Regions from separate parts of the Mus musculus genome. Here region 1 is linked to region 2. The links are chromatin contacts, called in public promoter capture Hi-C maps. All regions are on one chromosome and are shown on one strand. The core of a region is the stretch at or near the end of the contact, and the rest is flanking DNA. Distances in the headings are between cores, read along the strand shown.

Region 1 (3,906 bases), core at 790-3,289, 2.2 Mb after region 2:
CACTAAACTGATTTAAAAGCCTGCTAGTAGTGTTATCAGAAATGCCTAAGATAAACTGTGTGTTGTCCCTATAAATTATATTCGAATGTCCTGCACAGCAGTTGTACTGACACAGACTGGTGGGCAGGCCATGAATAATAATAATGTCTTTGTTATCCAAGGGGTATCTTGTCTTTATTTGAATCATAAATTCCTTCTAGATGCGACTGGCTCCTGTGTATTACAAGGTCCCTGCTTTTTCTTCCTTTTGTTCTTTTAAAGGTGTAGAGGTTTGTTCTTTTAGAAACTCTTCGTGTAATGAGATGCCATGTTAATAGAAATGGTGGCACATACTTTTAAGTTCAGGTACAGAGAAGCAGAGGCCAAAGGATAGCTTGAAGCCAAGAGATCAAGTTCAGCCTCAGCCACATAGTGAGGCCTCATCTTCTCAATGTTTTTGTTTTGCTCTGGTATTTATTTATTTATTCATCTATTTGATTTTTTTTTTTTAATTCTCTGTGTGTGGTCGTGAATACACAGGCCACAGAGCCCACGTGGAGGTCAGAGTATAAACAGTGGAAGTCAGGAAGTCAGATGGAACTCAGGTTGTCAGGCCCAGTTGGTAGCAAGCATCCTTACCCACTGAGCAGTCTCCCTCCCTGCCTCTTGTTATGTTTATAATGAAACAAGGTATCATGGCTGCCTCAAACCTTCTACATTGTCAAGTATGCTTGGGAACTTTCTATCCCTCTGCCTTGGCCTCTCAGATGTTGATCGGCCAGCGTGCCCTGCACACTAGATGCACTAAGACTGTAGGTGCTGCTAGAGATCAGATCCAGGCCTTCCCTCAGGATTCACGCTCTACCAACTGAAATATAGCCCCAGCTCCAAGACCTCATCTTTTAAAAGAATGCTTAATTCTGTTTTGTTTAAGTGTACTGGGAACCAAAGGACACCTCAGACACTGCTAAAAAAACTGGCATTGTGGATGGCCTTGGGTGTCTGACCAGCCAAAGATTTGTTGACCCTGAAAAGAAGGGGGTATGTGTGTCTCTAGATTGTCTGTCTTGTCTTATCCTACTCTGCCTGGCTCTTTGCTTAGTGCTGGCTTTGTAGCCCCAGCCCCATGCTCCTTACAGAGACCCTCAGAATACAGAACAACATTCTTCCAGTCAGCAGAATGGCACTGTCCCCACTTCAGCAGTCTCTGCGGAACTCAGAGTGACAAAAAGCCACATATATTTTTGTCATGTCATTAATATTATGTAAATATCCCTCAGGAGCCCTGAAAGCGTCTCAGGGACTCAGAAGGGTTCTGGATTATACTTCCACACTCTAAAGAGCTCTCTTTGCTGCCCCTCAGGCCCCCAGGAAGACTCTCCTGGATTAAAGCAGAACTCTAGAGAGTGTGGGCTTAAAGAAGGGACCAGGACAACTGGGCAGAGTTGGCCTCTGGGAGAAGGCCTCTGAGGAAACTTGGGGTAACATCAGCATCACAGAATGCCAAAAAGGAGCCCCGAGAGGGCCCACAAAGGCTAGAGCCCAGCAGGCCTGCTCAGTAGAGCAGTGGTTCTCAACCTATGGGTCTCAACCCCTGTGGGAGCCATATATTAGATATCCTACATATTACATATTAGATATTACATTATGCTTCATAACAGTAGCAAAATTACAGTTTTGAAGTAGCAACTATCATTTTATAGTTGGGGTCACCACAACCTGAAGATAGCCGCATTGGGAAAGTTGAGAACCACTGTACTAGAAATGTATCAATGGAGAACAGACAGGCTCTAGGAGGCATTGCTGGTAGGTCAGAAATAGGCAAGAGTCAGGGGTTGGGGCCACCTTGCCTCCTCCAGCCTGGGACAACCACTTGCAAAATGATGGGTATATCCTTAATTCCCAAACAAGTAGGCCAATTGCAATCGCTACCAGCTGGGCCTGATGACTCAAGTCTGTAATCCCAGCAACTCCGGAGGCTGAGGCAGGAGAATGACCTATTCACTCCCTAGAAAGTTCCAGCCCCCATCTATTTAAACCTCAACAATAATCCGAGGGTCTCCCGCTGCTCCTGCTTGCCCCACCCCATGACGCTCTCCTTGTACCAGGTGCAAGTGATATTCCCAAATGTCCAGGTGGGTCAGAGTGGGAAGTAGCTGAGCCTAGAAAGCCTACTGAGGTTGGACCGGGTGCAGGAGCCAAAGGATGGCCGACTCGCAGGACCCACTGCATGAACGCACTAGACGGCTGCTGTCTGACTACATATTCTTCTGCGCACGGGAGCCGGACACCCCAGAGCCACCGCCCACGTCTGTCGAGGCGGCCTTGCTTCGCTCTGTGACTAGGCAGATCCAGCAGGAGCACCAAGAATTTTTTTCCTCCTTCTGCGAAAGCCGGGGCAATCGCCTGGAGCTGGTGAAACAGATGGCAGATAAGTTGCTCTCCAAAGACCAAGACTTCAGCTGGAGCCAACTGGTGATGCTCCTGGCCTTCGCGGGGACGCTTATGAATCAAGGCCCTTACATGGCTGTCAAGCAGAAGAGGGATCTGGGGAATCGTGTCATAGTGACCCGAGACTGCTGTCTCATAGTGAACTTTCTGTATAATCTGCTCATGGGGCGTCGGCACCGCGCCAGGCTGGAGGCTCTCGGCGGCTGGGTGAGACCACTGGAGGAGGGTGACGGAGATGGCTTGGGAGACGGGGCACAGGAGGATGTGTTGAGTGCCTTTACCGCAGGGTCTTATGTAGCCAGCCTAGGCTGGCCTCAAACCTCACCAGATACTACCCTGCCACTATGGTCCTCCTGCTTCTATCCCATGAGCACCAGGATTACAGGCTATGTCATTATGGTGGGTTTTTGTGGTGCTAGAAGGGGAAGCCAGGGCTTTGAGCATACTGGGCAAGAACTAAGTGAGCCACATCTCCAGCCCAGGGATTTCTTTTTTTTTTTTTTTTTTTTTTTTTTTTTTTCAGGGATTTCTTTATAGGCTGCTCTTACTCAATAGCTTTTATAAAACTTCATTCAGGGGCAGTCAGGCACACTTGGCTTACCCTAACTCTTAGCCCAGGACTGTCAGGGAGGGTTGATTAAGTCTAATAGGCCCAAGTGGTATAAAGGGAGCAGTAACCATGCCCAGACTTACCCTTATTAGAGTAAGGCCTTAGGGATTGTGAAATGTGTGGGGCCACCAAGTGAGGAGCCTGACTGGGATCTTTTAGGCCACTGTACTTTTCCCTGCTGGGCAACCTCCAGGCTCATGGCTTTCGGTTGGTCCTTAATCTCGGTGGTGTAGGCTAACGAGGCAGTCCTTAGCCTCCCTCCAGCTGCATGGAGCTATTGATCAAGGAAAACACACAGGATGAGGATAAAAAGCTTGATGGTAGACTGTTAGCATCTGTGAAGCCCTGGGTTCGATCCCCAGCATCACCAGAAAAGAGGAGAGAAAAAGAAAGGAAAGGGGAGGAAAGGGGAGGAAAGGGGAGGAAAGGGGAGGAAAGGGAAGGGAACCCTTCTATCTTAGGTTAGTCCACAACAGGCCCCTTGGAGGCTGAGCTTAGCCTCCTCAGGTTTCTTTACCTCCCTCTTCATTGTGGTTGAATCAAAATGGATACATTATGGGGTAAATATAACTTAACCATTAAAACCTGCTATACAAAACCCAAATGGATTACACTCCTGTCAGGAGTCTGCATTTAAGCTACCTGGGAAAGGCAAGGCAGCAGGACATGTTAGTACCTGCCCTGCTCCTGATGGACGGGTCTCCACTGGGCCCACAGACTGCCTTCAGCCGAGTTTCCAAGGACCCTCTCTGAGCCCTCTGAAGAGGTCATTAAGACCGAGTGTTGATTTCTCCCTCTGCCTCCTGGCTCCTCCCTCTACCTCCTCTCTCTCATAAGCTCTCATCTCAGCCTTGGTCAGATTTTCC
Region 2 (3,904 bases), core at 860-3,359:
CACACTGCCATCTGTAGCCCCGAGGTCTTAGGGGGTCAAGGCTTTATAAGAAATTGTGAGCAAGCAAGGGGACTTTAGCCTGGCACGTATCTAATTGAGTAACTATTGTATGACAACAGGTGGGTACTCTGAAGCAAGACTGTATACAATGACAAATGGTCTGAAAGTACATTTGAAACAATCAGACTAATCTTTGATTAACTGTTGCTAGGAAGTAGCTAGGGAGTAACTCTGGCCCAGGACAAGCCCTGGGGTCCTTCCTGGTACTTGGGTGCAGCTTGGGTTCAGCTGCAGGCCAAGTCTCAGGCTTGCTTTAAGATGGAGGCTGGTCCCAAGATGGAGTAGGTTTGGCCTCTCAGACCATATTTTAAATATTTCAATATACGATCAGCAGGTAAATATCAAGCCAGTATGGTGGCACACCTCTACAGTATCAGCACAGATCATGATTTCTAGGGAACCCTGTGCTGTATATTGAGACGGAGACCTCAAAAACAGAACGAGGCACTGGAGAGATGACTCAGAGGCTAAGAGCACTGGCTGCTCTTCCAGAGGACTTGGGTTCAGTCCCAGGGTCCACATGGAGACTCGCACCTATCTCTATCTCCAGTTCCCGGGATCCTATGCCCTCTTCTGACATTGGCTGGCACAGCACACACAATGTGCACATACTAAACAAGTAAAACACATAAAATAATACGATTTAAAAAATAGCAAGGCATGGTAGTACACTCCTTTTTTAAAAAAAGATTTATTTATTATTATTATATGTAAGTACACTGTAGCTGTCTTCAGACACACCAGAAGAGAGTGTCAGATCTCATTAGGGATGGTTGTGAGCCACCATGTGGTTGCTGGGACTTGAACTCAGATCTTTGGAAGAGCAATCAGTGCTCTTAACCGCTGAGCCATCTCTCCAGCTCCCACCCCTCCCCTTTAAAATATTTTATTTTTATTTTCACGTGCATTGGTATTTTGCCTATAAGTCCTCTGGACCCAGGTCCTCTGGAAGAGCAGTGCTCATCACTTCAGCCCCTCTCCTTTAAAATTTATTTTATATGTGTAGGAAGTTTGGTTACATATATGTCAGTGTACTGTGTGTATGTATGCCCGGTGCCTGTGGAGGCCAGAAGAGGGCATCAGATCCCTTGGAACTGGAGTTACAGATGGTTGTGAACTGTCATGTGAGTTCTGGGAATCAAATCTGGGTCCTCTGGAAGAACAACCAGTGCTCTTAACCCTAGAGCCATCTCTCCAGCACCTGGTAGCACACCCCTTTAATCCCAGTACTAAGGAGGCAGAGGTAGGGAGATCTCTTATTAGATCGAGTCCAGCTTGGTTTACATAGCCAGTTCCAGATTACACAAAACGAGACCCTCTGCCAAAATACAAAATCAGTTAAGCATCCCTTGGACCCACATGGTGAGAGGAAAGAACCAACTCGTCCAAGCTGTCCTGACTTTGAGTAGGTTGCTCTCCTAAGACCAGGGTGGAAGTTTTTTTTTTTTTTTTTAATTTTATTTTGTTTTATTATATGTAAGTACACTGTAGTTGTCTTCATTCACTCCAGAAGAGGGAGTCAGATCTCTTTAGGGATGGTTGTGAGCCACCATGTGTTGCTGGGATTTGAACTTCAGACCTTCAGAAGAGCAGTTGGGTGCTCTTACCCACTGAGCCATCTCACCAGCCCCGGGTGGAAGGTTTTAGTTGTGTACTCCTGCCAAGTCCTTTGGGGAAGACAAGCCTGGAGTAAAGCAGACTTTGGTACAATCCGGTGTGGGGGAGCGTGCCCGTGGCAAAGCACAAGCACCGCAATAGCGCTATGGAATGAGTATACCGGGAAAAATTCCAAAGCGCCCGTACGGTAGATCTCACAGAACCAAAAAGTCAAACTCCCAGATGCAGTCTATAGCCTCTGCGTCTGCGCGGGACGCTGCTGCTGCTGCTGCTGCTGCTGCTGCTGCTGCTGCTGCTGCTGCTGCTGCGCACACGCGGGTCAGGTGGTGCCTTTACCTTCAGCTCATTCATATTCTAAGATACCATTTCCGGGTCGGGTCAGGGACTCGCTTCCGGCGACTAGGAAGTGACGTACCACTTCCTCTCCAGCTCCGCGTCCCGAAGGTGGGTCCCACGCGGGGTCAACATGAGGATCGAAAAGTGTTATTTCTGCTCCGGGCCGATCTACCCGGGGCACGGCATGATGTTCGTCCGCAACGATTGCAAGGTGAGGCGGCCGTGGCCCGCACGCTCCGGACGGCTCGGGGACTGGAGCGCGCTCTGCTCGCGCCGGGTTCTGAACGCCGTGGAGTGGCCTGGGCTGGACCCGGCGTCGGTTCACTGCCGGCGAGGTCTCCTCGTTGCTGTCAGACGCTCATCTCATCCGCAGGCCACCCGGCTTGCCGCAGGGTCAGGAAGTCGGTCGAATTAATGCTTAAGGAGGCTCATGCTCTCGTACAGTGGGAGGTGGGGTTGTCTGTAGCGGTTAATGGACATGGTGCCTGAGCCTTATAGACTTTTGCATTGTTGCTGGAGATGAGCTAGGAGAAAGACAGCATGGGGGTTCTTTGGGGGGGATTAACTGGCTACTTCGGCAGCCTTCACTATCCCACTTCTTGAAGGTTCTCACGGAATGAAGTATGTAAGCAAAAGCATTATGATTTGTGCCGCATGCACAGGCTTTCTTAGTTTAGGTTTCTGTTTCTGAGCGGGTCACACATTTTAGTTACCATACTCAGCTTTCTTTGCTAGCGCCCAGTAACCTCAAAGGCTTACTTTTTATGTTGCTTCCAGTGACACACAGAAATTGCATTATTAATTATTTTTGGTTTTTCGAGACAGGGTTTGGTTTTTCTGTATAGCTCTGGCTGTCCTGGAACTCACTCTGTAGACCAGGCTCAGAAATCCGCCTGCCTCTTGTCTCTCCCAAGAGCTGGGATTAAAGGCGTGCGCCACCACTGCCAGGCTCCAGATAGCGTTTTGTTGTTGTTGTTGTTTTTTGTTTGTTTGTTTGTTTTGTTTTTTTGTTTTTTTTTGTTTTTTTTTTCCGAGACAGGGTTTCTCTGCATAGCCCTGGCTGTCCTGGGACTCACTTTGTAGACCAGGCTGGCCTCGAACTCAGAAATCCGCCTGCCTCTGCCTCCCAAGTGCTGGGGATTAAAGGCGTGCGCCACCACGCCCGGCTGAGAAGGTCTTTAAGGAGCTTTTTCTTAGACTATTCCTTCACTTAAGGCCAGTGTAAGGTATTATTCTCTAAAGTGATTAGTGATGGTTTCCGGGTGCTTAGCCTGGTAGAGATGATGTCGGACACCCATCAAACACTTGAGTGTCCTTCTGTTCTGATGTCGCATGTGATTCTAGGTGTTGTCCTTAGTTCTTATGTGAGTGTCTTTTTTTTTTTTGCTTTACAGTAGTTTTTTGTTTGTTTGCTTTTTCTTTTTGGTTGGCTGGGGGGGGCCGGGGGGGGCATGTAGAAACATTTTTATTGTTGACTCTTCAGCTCCTCGGTATTTTAACTTGAGTGTCCTGTAGGTGTTCCGATTCTGCAAATCCAAGTGTCATAAAAACTTTAAGAAGAAGAGAAACCCACGCAAGGTCAGGTGGACTAAAGCCTTCCGGAAAGCAGCTGGCAAGGAGCTCACGGTGGTGAGTGCGGGTGGTGGCCTGGCCTGAGCATGGGCCCCGCAGTGTGCCTGCTTCTTTATTTCTCATACTCACACGATCCTAAAGTCCATTGTTCTGTAGACTTCTAAAAAGTGAAAAACTGCTACCCTAGTATGTAAAAGTTGGTTTGTTTATTTTTTGTTCTTTTTTCTTTTCTTTTGTTTCTTCTCTGTCTCTCTTTCTCTGTCCCTGTCTGTGTCTCTCTCTTCTCCCCAAAACTGTTTTTGGCTTTGGCAAAGAAGAA

What was found. Promoter capture Hi-C pulls out the DNA fragments that hold promoters and counts their contacts.
Region 1: a promoter capture Hi-C map of embryonic stem cells shows a contact between it and region 2, with 6 times the contacts expected there. The contact joins the promoter of Bcl2l10 here to the promoter of Rsl24d1 in region 2. A contact is called at or near these places in 2 of 39 promoter capture datasets (embryonic stem cells and hippocampal neurons).

The regions. Positions count from the first base shown.
Region 1 is chr9:75,345,719-75,349,624 of GRCm38.p6, forward strand. Bcl2l10 (Bcl2-like 10) reads left to right here and starts at 2,040. Exons shown (of 2, transcript NM_013479.2): 1 at 2,040-2,637. The coding sequence starts at 2,185. It overlaps Gnb5 (guanine nucleotide binding protein (G protein), beta 5), which reads left to right. Exons shown (of 13, transcript NM_010313.2): 13 at 1-205.
Region 2 is chr9:73,111,360-73,115,263 of GRCm38.p6, forward strand. It overlaps Rsl24d1 (ribosomal L24 domain containing 1), which reads left to right and starts at 2,110. Exons shown (of 6, transcript NM_198609.2): 1 at 2,110-2,224; 2 at 3,529-3,642. The coding sequence starts at 2,144.